Regions from separate parts of the Macaca mulatta genome. Here region 1 is linked to region 2. A link is a contact called in public Hi-C data. All regions are on one chromosome and are shown on one strand. The core of a region is the stretch at or near the end of the contact, and the rest is flanking DNA. Distances in the headings are between cores, read along the strand shown. Region 1 holds the start of BICD2 (BICD cargo adaptor 2). Region 2 holds the start of IPPK (inositol-pentakisphosphate 2-kinase).

Region 1 (2,704 bases), core at 23-2,522, 100 kb before region 2:
GAGCTACAATGAGGAAGTTAAATGAAAAGGCACAAAACAGAGGAAATTTATTATTGTTAGGTCCCGGAGAGGTTAGGGACGCCTAAGGGAGGCGGACAAGCAGGTGGGGAGGGGCAGTGAGAGACGGTGGGAAGGAAGGGACTATGCCTGTGCTAGGGTCCTTGGGAATCATCCTTTAGGATTTCCCTTGGGGGCTGTGAACTGGTTAAAGAAAACACGAGGGAAGGGTGAACTCATTTGCAGTACCCCGATACTGGCCATTAGGTGCTATGGCGGTCAGCAGCTGTGGGGTGTGTTGCGCTATAGGTCAATGAGATAAGGAATAAACGGGCTATCTCACACATCACCACATACGGAGGAGAAGTGTTACCTACGCCAAGGCGAAGGGTACGACTGGCTTTCAAACAACTTAAGTCAGGCCTAAAAATAGATGCGGAGACAACAATTGTATTTACCACGTTTATGACCCTGTATTAATGGAAATGTCTTTATTTCCAAGAAATAGACCTTGAAGGACTGAGGGGCAGCGCTGAGGTTCCCGCTGGCCCCTGGGCGCCCCCTGCTGGCCCGTCCTCCTCCCGCCCCCAGACGTCTGCACAGAGCATGCGTCACACCGTCCCCAGGTTTCCAGCAGCAGCCGTTCACCCGCGCTCTCGGATGCGCTTCTCGCTCGCGGCCGCCTGGGCTCTGTCCGCATTGTACGCCCCAGGGTCGGGAGCCCAGTCCCGCCGCCCGCACCCGCCTCCCCTGGGGCGCTCCCGGCAGCCGTCTTGCCACCCCGCGTGGCCGCCGGCTGCCAGAGGCACAGGGGAGCGCGAGGCGCGGCGGCTGAGCAGTGTCCCCGGCTCTGAGTGCTGGGAAGGCCGCGGGGCCGCGCCCACTCGACCGCCGTCCAGGGGACTGCAAGGCGCCGGTGCATCCGGCTCTGACGCTGACGGCGCGGGCCAATCATGGCCGGGGACGGGTGGGCGCGGGGCTGGACGGGCCTTGTAGTCGGTGCGCGAGCGGGACTACTGTCCCCACAGTCCCCTGGGCGACATCGGCGTCAGTGGCTGCGCCCGAGGGCCCGCCCCTCACAGGTCATGGGCCAATCATAGGCGGGGGCCGGGCGGGCGCCGGGCACGATGGATCTTGTAGTCGGAGCGCGGGCTGGACTCCAGCCCCCAGCGGGCCCCGCGCGCCGGAGGGGAGGAGCCGTGCGGCGGCGCGGGCGGGCGGGCGGCCGTCGGGGCAGGGCGGCGGCAGCAGCGGCGGCGGTGGCGGCTGAGGAGGGCCCGGCCTGCGAGAGTCTCGGTGGGAGCCGGCTCGGCCCTCGGCCACCATGTCGGCGCCGTCGGAGGAGGAGGAGTACGCGCGGCTGGTGATGGAGGCGCAGCCCGAGTGGTTGCGCGCCGAGGTGAAGCGGCTGTCCCACGAGCTGGCCGAGACCACGCGTGAGAAGATCCAGGCGGCCGAGTACGGGCTGGCGGTGCTCGAGGAGAAGCACCAGCTCAAGCTGCAGTTCGAGGAACTCGAGGTGGACTATGAGGCTATCCGCGGCGAGATGGAACAGCTCAAGGAGGTGAGCCGAGCCGCCCTGCCCCGCGACCCCCGCCCGGCGCCGGGGCCTGTGGGCGTCGTCCCTGGCACCAGGGCGGCCAAGGTCAGCTTGCCAAGCGGGGGCCGGCAGGGGTGGGCGGAGGGGGCACGGGCCCAGAGTCGGGGACCCGGGCAGTATGTGGGAGTGGGCCCGGCCTTGGCTAGCGAGCCGGTGCAGCTTCCGTTGCAGACGGCGCTAATGCAGGGGTCCGGGCGCCCTGTCGCCTCCTGCAGCTGCCCGCCTGCTTCTGTGGGGACCTGGGCGGCCCGGGCGGGGCGGGGCTTCGTAAGGGCTGATGCTCTGCGGTGGTCGCTGTTCCGGGTGTGTCTGAGCTTGGGGTGGGGTTGGGAGGGCAGTGGCTGAGCCGAGAGCTGAGGCCACGGATGCTGGTGACCCGCTGGGAGAGGCCGATGATGGGCCTGGGTCTGAGTGGCTGCGGCTCTGTCACCTTCAGACAAATCACTTCCTCTCTCTGGGCGCAGCTACTTTCGGAGCGTTTCTGCTTGTTTCATGAGTGCCTCTGAGGTGGGGAAAGGTCGTGGACAGCGGCCTAAGTGAGTAGGGGCTCGGGGTTGCACGTGGAGGTTGCCCTTGGCATGGGTTCCCCAGTACCCTTGCCCCAGGCCCAGCGCTCTGTCCTCATTGCGGGGATTGCGCTCCCACCAGCTAGCATGACTTCCCTGGCCCACTTCCTGTCCAGCCCCCCATCTCAGGCCCTTCCCCTCGCTGTGGCTGGCTGTGTTCCTCTTGGACGGAGACCTCAGTGGTCTGTGTCATTCCCACTGTGGGGAGGGGAGGTTAGACCGCCAGGCTGGTCGAGGGTCTTCAGGCGGCAGGGCAGCGGGAGACCTGGGCAGTCCTTCCCCAGCTTCTCTTCTCCCCTTCCCTGACTCCATAGCGTTGTTGGCAGGAGTTGCTTTCTGGGAGGAGACACCAGGGTTTGGATCCAGGCTCTGCTCCTTGCTAGTGATGTGGCTTTGGGTAGAGGCGCTCCCTGAGCCTTAGCTTCCCCCCTCTGCAAAATGGGAGTGCAGTACTGCGTACCCAGAAAGGATTGTTGTGAGTGTCATGTATTTGGAAAGGACCGGTGTGGGGTCAGGAGTATAGCCTGGTGGTGTGCTCCCT
Region 2 (2,700 bases), core at 72-2,571:
AATTCCCAAGGCCTGGCAAGGTGCCCAGCCGTTCTCAAAGTTGGGTCTGCAGGTCCTCTCTTTTTGAACTACATAACTGTAGATGTTCTTTACAATGTATATGTCAACCAATGCAATATATTGCAGCAGACCGAATGCTGAAGCACATGTGACAACCTATTAGATCAGATTTTAAAAAGATTCACAAAAGTGTAAAACAGTACCACTCCTTTATTTTGGTGGTGGGCGGGGAATGTAATGTTTATTTTATTTTTTTTTTTGAGACGGAGTCTCACTCTGTTGCCCAGGCTGGAGTGCAGTGGTGCCACGTTGGCTTACCGCAACCTCCGCTTCCTGGGTTCAAGTGATTCTCTTGCCTCAGCCTCCTGAGTAGCTGGGATTACAGGCGTGCGCCAACACACCCGGCTAATTTTTGTATTTTTAGTAGAGGCAGGGTTTCACCATGTTGGCTAGGCTGGTCTCGAACTCCTGACCTCAAGTGATCCGCCCGCCTCGGCCTCCCAAAGTGCTGGGATTACAGGCGTGAGCTACCGCGCCCGGCTGTTTACTTTTAAACGAAACAAACAACAAACTTTAAAGCATTTTAACTTACAATGTGGTAACATTGATAGCTGTAACCCCCATAAGCAAAAGCTTGGGGGCTTCATGTTTATGAGTATAAAATGGTCCTGAGACTAAGAGTTTGGGAAACGCGGTAGCTTTATGAAGCGGTGCCATTCTTGCCGCCGCATCAGTGAATTTAGGAGCAGGACGGTCGTCGGTCCTCTGCCTCACCGCCAAGCAGGAGCCTCGCGCTCCAACTGCGTCCCTCGAAGTCTTCGGGCAAAAGCGGGGCTGGGGAGTCCAGTCGTGTCGCCAAGCCACGTTTCCTCGCGTGGAATGTTGGACAATGTTGTCTACCTCGCAGGACCATCGAAATGACTGCGTTGGGTATCCCCGTGACATGTACGATGAGTTAACACCCTATTCTACAGAAGAAAAAGCTGAGACTCAGAGACCCCAAGAGCTTTGCTGGGGTCCCGCGACTAAGCGGTCCCGAGACCCAGACAACCAGGCCACCCGGGCAGAGCCGGTCACTACCGGGCGCCGAAAAGCCGCCGGCTTCTCCCGCCAGCTACACATCCGGCGCCGAGGCCGGAAGCTTCTCTTCCGGTTCCCAAGACCGCGTTCCGGAAATGAGTCACTCTGCCAGTACCTAAAATGGCCGCCGGCCCATCCACCGTCGCGATCAATGTAAGGAAAGTGGTCACGAACCCGGAAGTTGCCCGACTCCGTCATGGCAGGCGCCGGGGGCGTGGCTTCCGGCGGCCGCAGCTTGCTAGTAGCCGCCGCAGGGTCGAGCGGGGGCGGCAGCTGACAGGCGCTCCTCCCCCGACGGCAGTGGCTGGTGCCCAGCGAGGCGGGCGGCCCCCAGCTCGCGTCCCCGCGTCCCAGCCCGCGAGGCGCCAGGGCTGCGCCTGGGCATGGAAGAGGGGAAGATGGACGAGAATGAATGGGGGTACCACGGAGAAGGCAATAAGAGCCTGGTGGTGGCCCACGCGCAGGTGAGCGGCGGACGTGCGGCGCAGGTCCGGTACCTCACTCCGACGGCCGGTATCATCCCGCCCCCAGTATCCGTTTCCCCAGCATGGTCGGTTCGACGTCCTCCTGGTACCTTCCTCCTCCCCGGCCGGTCTCCGGAATTCCCCCCTACCCCGTAGGTTCCTCATCACCCAATATCTCCTCTCTACTGGGTCAGTCTCCTATTCCCCCAGATCCCTCTCCTGGCCGGTCTCTCGTTCCCTCAGTATTCCCGTTCCCCGTCAGAGTCAGTTCCACGGCCCCCTCCACGCCCCGTCGGTGCCGCTCTCAGCCTCACGCGGTGCCGCCTCCCGCCTGGATGCCCGCCGGACTGCCAGGCCGCAGTGGGGCGGAGGCTTAGCTGGGACAGAGGGCCCCGCCAGCACTGGAGGAAGAAGCAGAGTGCCCACAGTGCTGTTACTCTCAGCACCAAAAGAGTTCGGCCTCGTGAGACTACGGAATTGCTGTGCTGTTAATAGTAAGGGGATGTTACCCACAGGTCCCTTCTCAACCTTTTAGAATTTGAAGGGTTTCACCTGAATTCAATGAGGGTGAGTTTTAGAAACTGCAGTAAGATCTCGCAAAGGTGAATCCAAGAGTGAAGGATGTGGGTCTGTGTGAGGGCCCAGATCTCTTTGACCTTTTGCTGTCTGGTACAAGCACGCAGGAATGTGGCCGGCTGGAAGGGGGGAGGGGTGTGAGGGAGGCGAGGATAGGTGTCCTGTAGGGAGGAGTTAGAGCATGGGTGTTAAAGGCACAGGAATCTCAGTTCTACCACTGCCTGGTGGAGGCTCAGTGTTGACATTTGTGAAGTGGAACTACTAATAGAATTCACTTTGTGGGATTGTTGGAAAGATCAGTTATGCAGGAACCCATCAAGTTATGCTTAGCAAGTGATAATTATCATCCCCTTGGACAGATAGATAAAGTGAAAATAAGAGAGGCTGACGGCACTACCCCAGTCCAACAGCTTGTCAGGGATGCTGTAGGCAGTGGAGTCCTGCCTTGCTTCTGTTGTTCCTATGCTGGATGCATTGGTCAGCTGTAGTGTAAGCTGCAAACACCCAGGTAGTCCCCAGGTTGTGCCTTTGGATTTTGTTGCTCTTTAGCACAGGGAACTAAAGAGCAGAGACTATAAGC

What was found. A called contact is a pair of places that touch in the nucleus more often than the background predicts.
Region 1: a contact with region 2 is called in a Hi-C map of liver, with 3 times the contacts expected there. The contact joins the promoter of BICD2 here to the promoter of IPPK in region 2. A contact is called at or near these places in 5 of 14 Hi-C or Micro-C datasets (CD4 T cells, cortical neurons, fetal cortex germinal zone and 2 more).

Annotation. Positions count from the first base shown.
Region 1 is chr15:123,478,702-123,481,405 of T2T-MMU8v2.0, reverse strand. It overlaps BICD2 (BICD cargo adaptor 2), which reads left to right and starts at 1,272. Exons shown (of 7, transcript NM_001257956.1): 1 at 1,272-1,561. The coding sequence starts at 1,322. All of the region lies in intron 1 of SUSD3 (sushi domain containing 3), which reads right to left.
Region 2 is chr15:123,378,035-123,380,734 of T2T-MMU8v2.0, reverse strand. It overlaps IPPK (inositol-pentakisphosphate 2-kinase), which reads left to right and starts at 1,321. Exons shown (of 13, transcript XM_077966343.1): 1 at 1,321-1,544. The coding sequence starts at 1,464. All of the region lies in intron 1 of SUSD3 (sushi domain containing 3), which reads right to left.